Linked DNA regions of Mus musculus: region 1 is linked to region 2. Evidence: chromatin contacts called from public Hi-C data. All regions are on one chromosome and are shown on one strand. The core of a region is the stretch at or near the end of the contact, and the rest is flanking DNA. Distances in the headings are between cores, read along the strand shown.

Region 1 (6,794 bases), core at 3,599-6,098, 190 kb before region 2:
GTTTCTCTGTGTAGCCCTGGACATCCTGGAATTCTCTTTGTAAACCAGGCTGGCCTCAAACTCATAGAGATCTGCCTGCCTCTGCCTCTGGAGTGCTGGGATTAAAAGGTGTATGCCACCACACTAGGCTAGGCTTTATTATTCCGACCTGTGGGGAGAGAGAAGGACATGGTGAGATTGGGTTTCTTGCCTCACGGTAGTCAGGAAACAGTGAAACACTGCAGAAAAAAAATATGCTTGTTTTTCCTCCCAAGGCATACCCTCAGTGACCTATTTCCTGTCATGTAGCCTTATCATGTCACCTTTACAAGTTTCTGTCACCCCCCCAATAATCCTATGAACATATGAATCCATCAATAGCGTGCTTATGATCCAATCACCTTCTCAAATCCCCACTTCCAGACATAGCAGCAGTGGACACTGTTGCTCTGGGAACCAAACAGTCAACACATGAGCCTTAGGAGGGTTAATAGTCCAATCACAACAGCTGCAGATTTGTTGTTTACTCAATTATACAAATATTAAATCCACTCTGTAGAAAAATCTGGAAAATACAAGTAAACAAATGTGGAGAAAAGAAAGGGACGGGGACTGGAGTGATGGCTCAGTCCATAAAGCGCTTGCCTTATGAGTGTAAGGACCCAAGTTAATCCTCAGAACCTATGGGACAATGCCTGGGGTCACAGTCGCCCATGATAAGTGACATCACTGAGGATGGCATCCCGCTCCATGCACACAATGCACACACAAGCAAACACTTGTGCACGACAGTGTGCACCCACACACAGAGACTCATACATGTGCATGCACAGACACATGCATGCACTTATGCACAGACATAACACACATCTGCATGTACCTGCATACTCACACACACAGACACACATATGTGCATACACCTGCACACACACACCGTACATACACATGTACATACACACCATACATACATTTTAAACAGCATCTTCACTGGGAGCCGTAGGGAAAGAGCAATGGGAACTTGCTCAATAGGAACAGAGTTTTTGTCTTGCAAGATGAAAAGTGGTGGAGATCAGCTGCAAAATTATTACCTCAATAAAACTTAAGTTAGTTATGTTCCTTATGCCTATGAGCGAACAGCTGTCAGAAGCAATGGAAGGAAGGAGGCTCATGGTTAAAGGGGGTCTATCCACCCTGGTGGAATGGCAGAGTTCATGGTGGTAGGAATGTGCAGTCAAGACTCCTCACACCTGGACAGACCAGGAAGCAGAAGTGGGACTGTTGAGGCTCCGCTGGCTTGCTCGCTTTTCTTTTTACTCAGTCCAGTACCCCCACCCCCCACCCCCTGGTGTGGTGGTTTGAATACACTTGGTCCAAGGAGTGACATTATTAGGAGGTGTGGCCTTGTTGGAAAACGTGTGTCACTGTGGGGGTGGGCTTTGAGAGACCTTCCTCCTAGCTGCTCGGAAGTTAATCTTCTCCTATTTGCCTTTGGAACAAGATGTAGAACTCTCAGCTCCCCCAGCATCATGCCAGTCTAGATGCTGCCATGCTTCCCACCATGATGATAACAGACTTGAACCTTAGAACCTGTAAGCCAGCCCCAATTAAATGTTGTTATAAGAGTTGCCTTGGTCATGGTGTCTCTTCACAGCAATGGAAACCGTAACTAAGACACCCTGTCTATGGGGTGGTCCACATTCAGAATCTGTGACAGGTGGCCCTTGAGAAGTCAGCTTTAAATAGCATCTTTCCACAGGCCCCTTTGTTCCCAGAGTCCCCCTTGTCCCGCCCACCACTCTCCAAGGGTGCTTAAACTCTAGAACACTTCTGGACAGAGATGCTCTGAAGTGTGCCTCTTAGGTAACTTCAAATCCAGTCAAACTGAGCCATCCCAACACTGAACCACCCATTTAAATGGTAAACTTACTGTGTATATGTTATCACATTTTTTCCCATCACTTTGCTCTACTGAATATACTATGACATATTTCCTTCTTTAAGTGTTTTATCCGGTTGTTCCCACCATCTCTAAACAAGTCTTTTCTGCTTTTTCCACAGAGGATGCTGTATCCAAACTCAAGGTTGCAACCCATTTGACCCACAGGCTCCACTGTGACGTTCTTGGCCAGCCTGACTAAGCCCCCTGAGTCTCATACAAGTTACAGTGGGAGGAGTTCCTAGATGTTGGCCTAAGAAGGCTCTGCCCCCTCCTGTACTCTGAGCTCAGAAGAGCTGACCAAACCAGGGAAGAAAAGCCACCCTCTCTGTTTGATCTACTATTGCACAGATTCTGGCTAAGCAAAGAGGGGAGGCACAGGGCCCATGAGCAGTCAGCAGAGGCTAAGGGGGAAGGAAGAGATACTCTGATGGCAGTGGGAATCTCATAGAGGCTACAGTGGACCACGGAGCTGAGAGAAAAGTTCCCTGTAGGAAGGGAGTTTCCTCAGGGATGATCCTGGATGTGTGGTGACAGGGTGCACACAGCATGAGGTCCTAAGCACCCTTGGAGAGTGGTGGGCGAGACAAGAGGGATTCTGGGAACAAAGGGGCCTGTGGAAAGATGCTATTTCAAGTTGAGTTCTCAAGGGCCACCTGTCACAAGCACTGGGTAGCCAGCCCATGGGTAGATGTCAGAACTTTTCTCAGAGACCACCTCTGGACTCCAAGAGACTTCTGTTCAGTGTCACATGGAACAGTGTTCCTGAGGGGTGGAGTCCGTGTGTGTGTGTGTGTGTGTGTGTGTGTGTGTGTGTGTGTGTGTGTGTGTGTGAAGGGCTGTTCCACCAGAGAAGCACAGGGAACATGGGAAGACGGGCACATAGGAAGACGTGAGGTATAATGTGCTTCTTGCTGTGAACTTGCCACATCTATCGAGGGTGTCCTCAGGCTCTCAATGGCCAGGTTCCATAAGTCATAGGCCACCGGTGGCTCCTGGAATAGCAGCCAAGCTCGGTCCTTGAGAAAATGGGCTAGGATGGAGAGGGTAGCAGCGATCCCTACCTAGGGCACTCACAGGGCACAACCAGAAGCATCGGCCCTGTAGTGCCCCTAGGGGGCGCTGCTGCTCCTGTGCAGTGTCAGGGTAGCGCTTTGTGCTCCTCGGGCTAGGAGCCAACTTTTCTGAAAGGATATGGCGTGTTTGGGATGTGTGTTGTAACATCTCTCTTTCTCATAGAATCTGGTTCATAGGCATGGCACCCCTGCACTACCGTGTGTGTCGATAGAGACCGTGTGGATGATCCCGCGGTCTCCAAGCACTTCTGCTGCTTAGAGACCTCTCCCCCACTTGGCCTTCTGGCTTGTGGCCACACTATTGTCTTGTAAAGGAAGTTAGGTGAGCCGGGCAGTGGTGGCTCAAGCCTTTAATACCAGCACTTCGGAGGCAGAGGCGGGCAGATTTCTGAGCTCGAGGCCAGCCTGGTCTGCAGAGTGAGTTCCAGGACAGCCAGGGCTACACAGAGAAACCGAAAGAAAAAAAAAAAAAAAAAGAAAATAATAAAATAAAATTTAAAAAGTTAGGTGAGTGTTTAGTGAGGGCTGAGAGTTCTTGCTGTTTAAAGTTCGGATCCACAGAAGCCTGTGTAGATGCCTGGTGTGTGCAGAGGGTGCAGGGGGTGGGGTGGGAGTGGGGTGGGGGAGGGGCCTCAGGCTGGAATTCCAACCTCAGAAGGCACAGGCAGGATATCCCGGAACAAGTCAGCTAGTAAGGTTGGTCATACCTTCAAGCTCTGGTTTTCTGTTTGTTTGTTTTTAAAGATTCCTTTATTTTATGTATATGAGTACACTGCAGCTCTCTTCACACACAGCAGAAGAGGATTCTATTACAGATGGGTGTGAGCCACCATGTGGTTGCTGGGAATTGAACTCAGGACCTCTGGAAGAGCAGTCAGTGCTCTTAACTACTGAGCCATCGCTCCAGCCCCTCAAGCTCTGGTTTCGATTGAGACTCTGCTTCAATAGAGAAGATGCAAGAAGAATCCAGGATAATTCCTGGTATTAACCTTAGGCCTCCACATGCACACATATATACCACATGTGTAAAAAGATACATACACACCATACACACATGTACATTATACATATGTGCACAGGGGCACACCATACACACATGTACATTATACATATGTGCACAGGGGCAGTCTAGGGCTCCTTACCTTGGTACACTTTTCCTCACCCTTAACACACACACACACACACACACACACACACACACACACACACACACACACACTTTTGAGACAAGGCCTCATGTTTCCCACTGCTGTCAAAGTCTCAGTGGAGCCAAGGGTGGTGATGAATTCCTGATTCTCCAGTCGTCCCCCTTTCAGCAGCACCACAAACGGCTGACTCCTGGGGGTTTCATACCCAATACTTCTGGATTGCTGTCCAAGCTTATCAAGGCAACCCAAGCCACAACTGGTAACTCCTGCTGCCTAAGTCAGCTCACACATTCCTGTCCCCAGTGACCTTCCTCCTGTAAAGCCACTGTCAGGACCTCCCCCCACCCAACCCCCACCTCCAAGAGCCAGTAGGATGGGTGCAGCAGGGCCAGCTCCTCCAGGACAGATGGCCTGAAAAGTGACAGGCCCCCTGTAACTGGACCAACCAGAGTCCATGCAGACCCTGGGCCTGAGCCTTGATCCCCATCCTCCCCTGAGGTAAGCAATAAAGCGGTGTAATTTTGTGGTAACCAGACAGCAATGTAAAGGACTGAGGGGACAACCCTAGACACGCTCCTTGGCTGCTACGTTTCCTTATGGTTAAAAGTGTTAGCATCTGGGTGTTGAGTGGTATCCGGGAAGGGCATGGAGGAGCCGGCTGGCATGTAGCCCTGGGCTGGCCTGCCACATCCTACCGGCTCATGTGGCTCTAGAGTGTGTGTGTTGCAGTCTCAGCAATGGTGTTACAGGAGAAAAGTCACTGGGGACAGGAACGTGCAGACCAGCTTCGGCAGCAGGAGTTCCTGGTTGTGGCTTGAGTTGCCAGTGGTCTGTGTGTAGTAATGAATCCACCGTTACTGAGGCTGGAGAGCTGAGGTATTTGAGCTGCGGGGGTGCTACTTGCTACTTTTGTGTTGGTATGAAGTCTTTATTCCACTTAAAGAGTTGGTAGTAGTGTTCTGTATTTTAAAACGCTGTTCCTAGATACAAGCTTTTTTGAGGGTGAGGAATTTCTATTTCTAGGTTGTTGCAAAACCAGAAGGTGCTATATTTAACCACACTAAAGCACCAAAAAAATTGTCATGTTTTTATGCCAATTTTTAATATTTTCCAGCATAAGTAAAGCATTCCATGTGAACGTGAAAAGCAGGCTGATGTGGTGGCTTTACCCTGGACTTGGAGCTCTCTTATGCTGGTTCTTAGTCTTGTTAATAAAATGCAGTTAAAACCAAGGAGCATTTTACTAGCATTTAAAAGTCAAGCAACAGAGCAAGCAAGATGTAAATCTTAGCCGCTGCTAGGAAGAGGGAAATGGGTGGGAGGAGAATCGTTTCAGGCTAAGGAACCTGCCACCGGCAGGTCTCACATGCTGCAAAGAGAGAGCCACCTCCTGCGTGATATCCTCTGATTGCCACATGTGTGCTGCAGCAAGTACACACACACACACACACACACACACACACACACACACACGGAGAGAGAAAGGGAGAGAGAGAGAGGTGATCTAAAGCTATTATTTTTAATTGTGTGTGTGTGGGTGTGGGTGTCGATGGAAGCCTGAGGCACTGGGTCCCTCTGGAGCTGGCGTTACGGTGGTTGTGAGCCTCCAGAGGTGAAGAGTGTACACTCTTAACATCTGGGCCATCTTCCCAGCATCCAAATATAATTAACCAAGAAAAGTGGTGCCTTTGAAGTTAGACCAAGCAAGCTGACAGGTTCAGCGATGGAAGTCAGCAAGCACTTACTTCGTAGGAGTGGGAGGGGAGGCGTCAACGAAACAGTGAAAGGTCCAAAGGGATCAAACTGAAGTCATCAGACTTGGTGCCAAATGTCTCTACTCAACGAGCCATCTCCTGGCCTCTTGATGACAAAAGCTCTGATGTTCCTGGGGAACTTTTGGATGTTGTATCTATGGCGAGCATGACATCAGGAGAGATTATATTCTTTTAGGTCGAGAAAGTTTTAAAAAGCTTAATGTGGACTGGTTAAAATTAGTAAGTGTTAGCTTGATGGTGATTTGGCCATGGGAGGTATGAAGCAGTTTATTGCCATATTAGAATCAAAGGTGGGGCTTAGTCTGTCTGTGGTACCACTGGCCTGGAATCATTGTGTTGGAAACCTACTTGGGTCACGTCATGGAGGTGGAGACAGGAGAATCAGGCTCTCAGGGTCATCTCTAACTACATAGCCAATAGCCCTGGCTAGCCCCACATCATAACCTGGACACACACACACACACACACACACACACACACACACACACACATACACACACACACACACCACCTTCCCATACCATGGTTCAGAGCTTTTTTCAGGGAGTTAATTGAACGATATGGCAGCCAAATTGTGATACGGTACTAAAGCAGATTTTGAACCATTGGGCGAAACTGGCTTGTTCATGTCCTCTTCAGGGAACCCCATGTCTGGGTCATGATTAGAGTTAAGGCCAAAGAATTGGCCTTTTTGGTTGCTATCACAAGCCATTTAAATATATTCGATAATTCTTGGCAGGGTATCCATGACAGTTATACATATGATTCAGTTCGCTCATTCCTGGCAGAACTGTCTTTGTCTTGACTTTGACAAGGACTCTGTCTGGCCCACTTCTCCATGCTTAAATTAGGCTCTGAAAACGAAAGCCACGGCCACAGC
Region 2 (6,235 bases), core at 1,465-3,964:
GAGAGGGGGTATTAGCCTAAGAGGGTATCTCAGCCTTGGGCACACCAGGTCCAAACCAGCAGGATGCTACCCAAACGCAGACAGGAAGTCACAGTGAAAGTGCATGCCTGTCACCCCAGTGCCTGGGAGGCAGAGGCAGGACAATCTCCAGTTTGAAGCCAGCCTAGGCTATAGTGAAATACTCTCAAAAACCAACGGCAACAAGGCTGGAGGGATAGCTCAGCAGCTAAGAGCACTTGCTGTTCTTGCAGAGGACCCATATTCCAGCTATCAACCATGAATAACTTCAATTCCAGGGGATCCAATGCCCTCTTCTAACCTCAGACATAGCATCACATGGTGCACTTAAGTACAAGCAGGCAAACATTCACACACAGACACACACACAATCTAAAAACAACAACAACAACAAAAAACAGTAGCTGCAATGTAACTTAGAAGAAGAATATTTAAAAAAAAAAAACCCTGTGTTCAGAAAGGAGGGCATGGGGAAGTAGAGGAAGAGAAGGAGGCTGGAGAGAGCATCAGTTCAGGAGAGATGAGCCAGGAAGAGTCAACAGAAGTTTGGAGAAGCAAGGCTCCTGAATGGTGGCCTCTACGTGTTACAGAGGACTCCGACTGAACCAGGCTGAGTGAAAGGGCCACATGCCACCCCCAAGATGCCAACTGTCCTTGTACCATCTTTAGGCAAACTTCCACTGAAGCATAACAGTACAGACACCTTACAGGTCACCAGGGCACAGCCAGAAGAGTGTTCACAGTGAGTATGTACTGCAGAAGTGACATTTCAACAGCCCAGAGGACAACCTTCCAAACAGCTCTCTCTCGTGGCTCCTGACATCCTTGGATTTTGTTTTTGCTTGTGTGTGTGCGCGAGACTGCACAAATGCACTCATGTGGAGCCCAGAGGTGACTTCACCAATCACTCCTCAGCTTATCTTTAGGGACAGGGTCTCTCATGGAGCCCGAAACCCTGATTTGGTGGCCTGGCTGGCCAGCAAGCCCCAGGGATCCCTTGTCTCTGCCTCCCCTGCACTGGGACAGGAACATGTCACAGCACCCAGCCAGGTTGCCTGCCTGCCTGCCTTCTTTCTATCATGGGCACTGGAATCCATGTTTGCATTGAACCTCAACTGACCTACCTTTCCCCTAGCCCCATCTCAGTCTGTTCTTAAAAAAACTGAGATTCAGGGAGAGGTAGATGGGAGGGAAAAAAACAACAACGGAGATTGGCAAAAGTAAAATATTTATTTTATTACAGTGCGGTGCTTCCAGATCAGGCTGCCCTCTGGGAGCCTATGAGGATTATCCCCATTTTGAGCGTGGGCAGGCCAGCTCCTGAACAGGAGGTCCCGTGCTCCCGTGCTCCGAGAGTGACGAGGCAGAGCTGACCACAAGCATGCATCCTTTTCTCTCTGTGGACGTGACTGTTTCTTATATTTTTGGTTATGAGCCTGACCTGTAACAATTGAGCCATCTTTCCAGCTCAAGGTAGGTTTTGTTTTGTTTTGAGACAGGATCTTGCTATGTAGCCCTGGCTGCCCTGGAGCTCTCTTTGTAGACCAGGCTGGCCTCAACTTGAGATTCAATTGCCTCTGCCTCTCGAATGCTGGGATTAAAGCTGGGCGCTGCCACTGTCTATTGTAAAATCTTTTTTTAAAACATTTATTTATTTATTTTATGTAAGTACACTGTAGCTGTCTTCAGACATCCCAGAAGAAGGTGTCAGATCTCATTACAGATGGTTGTGAGCCACCTGTGGTTGCTGGGAACTGAACTCAGGACCTTCAGAAGAGCAGTCAGTGCTCTTACCCACTGAACCAGCTCTCTGGCCCCCTATTGTAAAATCTTAATGAGACCTTCAGATTAGCAATGCCACATCCTAAATTTGAGAATTACTAAGAGAGAAATTATTAGCCAGACAGCTCAGTTTCCCCTCTGATCAGGCCAATCCACTTTGGAGTCATGGTAACCCAGGATCAGCCTTACCAAGGAGTCATCCCACTCTGCAAGTTCTTTGCTAATTTCAGAGAATTCTAAACCATTCCCTCTTAAAAGAAACAAGAAAATAAATAGATAAATAACTAAATAACTAGAAAGAAAACAGCGCTGGGGATGATCTCAGTTGGTAGGGTTCTTGTCTAGTAGAGTATTTGCGAAGCCCTGACTTCCATCCCCAGCACCATATATAAGCCAGGCCCAGGCAACACGCCTCCAATGCCAGCCTTCGGGGTTGTAGATGAAGGAAGATCAGAAGGTCAAATCATCTTCAGCCTTCAGAGTAAATTTGAAGCCAGCCTGGACACTGTGAGACCCTAACACCAATACCAACACCAAAACAAGACACCAAGACACCAAGTAACAGTGGATTTGAAGGAATTACATCCTTCCATGGCTATAGAGATTATAGCATTTGACAAAACTCACTATTGTAACACCAGCTACAAACTCTGAAAATGAAGCATCATTCAAGTGGGAGGAGGGGAATGGGAAAAGGAAAACTAACAGAAAAGAGGCAGAGAGAGCATCAGGCCATCTGGCTTTTTTGGGAATCTTCTCCACGACTGAAGTAGGTCAAGAGGTGAACACAGACCCTCAAGTAGCTGAATAGGAAATGCCGGGCAAGCTCAGGACGTGGACAAGCCTGGAGTCTGCCAAGGGCCTCCCCACCACAAGGCCTGGCTGCCTCTTACTCACCTGGTTATGGCTGTGGCAATCCAAGAGGTCATTGCTGATGTAGGCTTGCAGGACTGTCTCCCTCTGCTCCCCCGGATGGGATGTGGTCAAGCGCTGTAAAGAAAAAGCAGAAGCAACAAATTCCTACCCAGGAAGAACTAGGCCCTAAAAAGTGGGCAGATGATCAAGCAGCAAGGCAGAAGGGGTGTCGTGTGTGTGTGTGTGTGTGTGTGTCTGTGTGTGTTTGTGTGTCTGTGTGTGTATGTGTCTGTGGGGAGGGGAGGGAGTGTTCAGAGAAAACTCTAGTTCAAAGAGTGGGGCTCAGGCTACCTGTAGGACACTCCCAATGACCCTATCCAAGAGGGACAGACGAGCAACAGGTTGGGGAGGCAGATGGGAGAGAGGTTGCCTAGCTGGTTAGAATCTGGGAAGGCATTCAATTTGTTATGCTGCTATATGAATTCATGTAATGTCCATAAGGAAGAAGATTTGGAGGGAAGTATGTGGCTCCACAGCAATCCTCCATGCGACATTTTTGGCACAGTCCTTTAGCAATCCCTCTTCAGTGGTGATCTGGTCAGCTAGCAGCTCCTCCTTCCCTCTGAAGGCCTCTCCTTCCTCCTGTCTTTGTGTCTCCTGGCTCTGACCTGGCCCTTGCCCACGCTGCACATGGCAGTCTGTGTTAGGACAGGAGAAAGCTGTGTACCTGACAAGAGCAAATGTGATTGCTTTTCCAGGAAAATAAACACCTTGTGGTTCAGAATCGGCTTCTGCCTGAGGACAATGTGGTGTGCTTGACACATCCTGGTTTGCAGCATGGGCAAAAGCCAGGCCACAGCCAATAGACACCACAGACAGGAAGAAGGAAAGGCCTTCAGAGGGAGGGAAGAACTATTAACTGACCTGATCACCACAGAAGATGGGGCTGCTAAAGGACTACTTAAAATGTCACTTGGGGAAATTACTATGGAGCCATGAGGGTGCATGGGAACTGGAGAGAAACAAAGGCAAAGCAATCCTTTTCTGATTATCTGATTATTAAAGTTTTCTCCTCTAAGGGAAGCCCTTTCTCAGCAAGAAGCCCAGGGAGTGAATGGACTGCATCCCAGCTGGGTGGCCAAGCAGGGTGAGTGTGGTAACATGAGCAGACCAGGGTGGGCAGTCCTGGTTGATCACTCTCCCTGCCCACCCACCTGGTCAACAGGCCCTTACAAACCAAAGCAGAGACCGCAGGGTTCCCTTGGGTCCCCAGTATCCCTCGTAGTTCCCAATGAGGCCAGGTTAGGATGCTAAGCACCGCTGAGGACTATTTCTACTCAAGGGTAGTGAGGCTACTTGAAGAATTCTGGCCCCAGGGTTCTCTGAACTATGGGGATCCACCAAGGAGCCTGACAGTACTCTGGGGTGAGTTTGAAAGGATTGTTTGGTGAAAGATTCTCAAAGTGTAGTTCAGAGAACTCTGGGCATATAACTTGAAAATGCAGAGGGGTCTGGAATGCTTGAAAACTGACCCAGGCTGCAACCGGTCAACCCAGACTGAGGAGGCATGGGAACCCAGATGAGACTTGTGTTTGTCCTGAGGCCTACCCAGTGTGGCTACTGATCAGTATCTGTTCCCAGGGCTCTCTGGAGTCGTGATTGGCTGGGCCTGCCTACATACTCTAACTAAAATGCAGGCCCCAAGTTGAATACAGCATGTGACCAGGCAGGGGTGGCTGCCACATCACACATGAAGGTGACAGGTGACGTCAGTTGACAACAATATAGAATGTGTCACAGTAAGACTAAGGCCTGTTTCAGGAGCTGATTTTCTTGCTGGGGTTGGGGGAAGGGCCTTACGATGTAGCCTTGGCTGGTCTAGCTCCTGCTGTGTAGAGCAGGCTGGTCCTGAATTTACAGACCTCTAGCTCCCCCTGCCTTCTGTAAACTGGAGTAAAAGGCTGGTGCTCCCACACCTGGCTGGAGCCAGTGAGCAGCTTTTGACCTCAGGTCTTGGTGTTGGCAGGTAGCAGGAAGGGATTTTTAGTACAGGGGTTACGTGATTCCAGCCAAGTTACCAGGTCGCCAATCAAGAAAAGCAGTGTTGGCTTGGCCTCTCTGCTTTTTGTTTTTAACTTCAAGGGGAAGGTACCTACCCAGCGCAGAGCCTGCAACAAGAAGGCTTTCAAGCGGTCACTCCCCCAGATCAAATCCTTCTTCAGCTTCTCATAATCCAGGGAGGGCAGTAGCGGGACATCCTTCAGCTTCCTGCGAAGCACCCAGCACCGCAGCAAGTTCAAAGAGAAGAAAGGGGCAAAGGGCGGGCATGCCATTACATCTCCTGAGCATCAATCAGTCAGGACACCTGCTTAGACCAAAGGATCCTGAAGTGGCCCAACTGCCACCCAACTCAGCTCCCAGAATTCCAGTGTCAGCCAGATCAGCCCTGCCTGTAATGCTGGATGGATTTTATGTAGCTAAATTTAATTCTTCTTAGATTTCAGTGGTATGCAAATTTTCTGTAATAAGCATGAATTACTTACATAATAAGAAAAAAATTACATACTAGGTTTTGTTTTAGTTTCTGTGTTCAAACAGAGTCTCACTGTGTGGCCCAGGCTGACCCTCCCACCTCAGCCTCCCAAGTACAGTGATTATAGGCTGTGTCAGTCACGTAAGTCCAACTCCCTAAACCCATGCTGACTTTTTGAGTTTGCTAACTGCATAGGGCTTGTGTAAAATATTAACACTGGGAAGTCTCGTGGAGGGCTGGAGACATGGCTCAGCAGTTAAGGGTACTTGCTGCTCTTACAGAGGATAAAGGTTCCATTCCTAGCACTAATATGGTGGCTCACAACCATCTGTAACTCCAATTTCTGGGAACCCTGTCATAGGAATGCTAGTAGAATCACTCTAGGGTAAACCTCAGAAGGAAACAGTTGCTTTTCACTGTCTCCAGGGTAGACATCAGTGACTAGGGTAGACATCAGTGACAGTAGTTTTCTGGAAGTGCCTTGACCTTGAAGAAATCATTGTAGAAATCAGTGATTGTTTTCTGTTGTCTATGGACTTATTGTTCTGAAGGAGCTTTTCAGTCTTTGCATGACCTTGGTCAGGGGACACTCCTGGCACACCTGGAAGGTCTTCTATTGTTACGCACTGCAAACACTACACAATGGGACTAAAGTTGCAGAGGCCCGAGGTTTTCCTTCAGGAAAAACAGATTAGATTAGGGACTCTGGGATGAGGAACTTGTTTTACACCCCCCCCCAACAGCTTTTGTTTAACAATAAAAATATCTTTGCATGGCTGATCAAGGTTCCATTCCTGCTGCCTTAGAGTCTGAATTACATTCTGTAGTACCCCCCTTTCTTTGATTGACCCACATTACAAAGAATACTGACAGGACCCAATACCCTCTTCTGGCCTCTGCAAGCCATGCATGTGGTGTATACACAGGTAAACTGGAACACATACATACACAAAAATAAATGCATTCCAGAGAGAATTCTTAAGCAGCTTTTTACATCTCATGTTTATTATAACAAGCTGGGTATGGCAGCTAACTTGGAGGCTGAGA

The links. A called contact is a pair of places that touch in the nucleus more often than the background predicts.
Region 1: a Hi-C map of bone marrow-derived macrophages shows a contact between it and region 2, with 31 read pairs. The contact joins two enhancer-like sites. A contact is called at or near these places in 1 of 39 promoter capture datasets (embryonic stem cells), 1 of 15 datasets of contacts at CTCF or cohesin (large pre-B cells), 2 of 484 Hi-C or Micro-C datasets (bone marrow-derived macrophages and embryonic stem cells), 10 of 115 datasets of contacts at active chromatin or transcription factors (the HPC-7 cell line, acute myeloid leukemia, craniofacial prominence and 6 more) and 3 of 9 other capture datasets (adipose tissue, liver and pancreatic islet).

The regions. Positions count from the first base shown.
Region 1 is chr1:86,377,500-86,384,293 of GRCm38.p6, reverse strand. No RefSeq gene overlaps it. Among named protein-coding and RNA genes, the nearest start is that of Nmur1, 7.2 kb to the left of the region's middle. Within about 2 kb of position 4,848, at least 61 of the 459 cell types and tissues checked have an H3K27ac peak or open chromatin away from gene starts, as enhancers often do. A contact at or near this core is called in acute myeloid leukemia and bone marrow-derived macrophages, where this site is marked.
Region 2 is chr1:86,187,565-86,193,799 of GRCm38.p6, reverse strand. It overlaps Armc9 (armadillo repeat containing 9), which reads right to left. Exons shown (of 25, transcript NM_030184.2): 11 at 4,812-4,923; 12 at 2,698-2,790. Among named protein-coding and RNA genes, the nearest start is that of Armc9, 36 kb to the right of the region's middle. Within about 2 kb of position 2,714, at least 33 of the 459 cell types and tissues checked have an H3K27ac peak or open chromatin away from gene starts, as enhancers often do. A contact at or near this core is called in acute myeloid leukemia and bone marrow-derived macrophages, where this site is marked.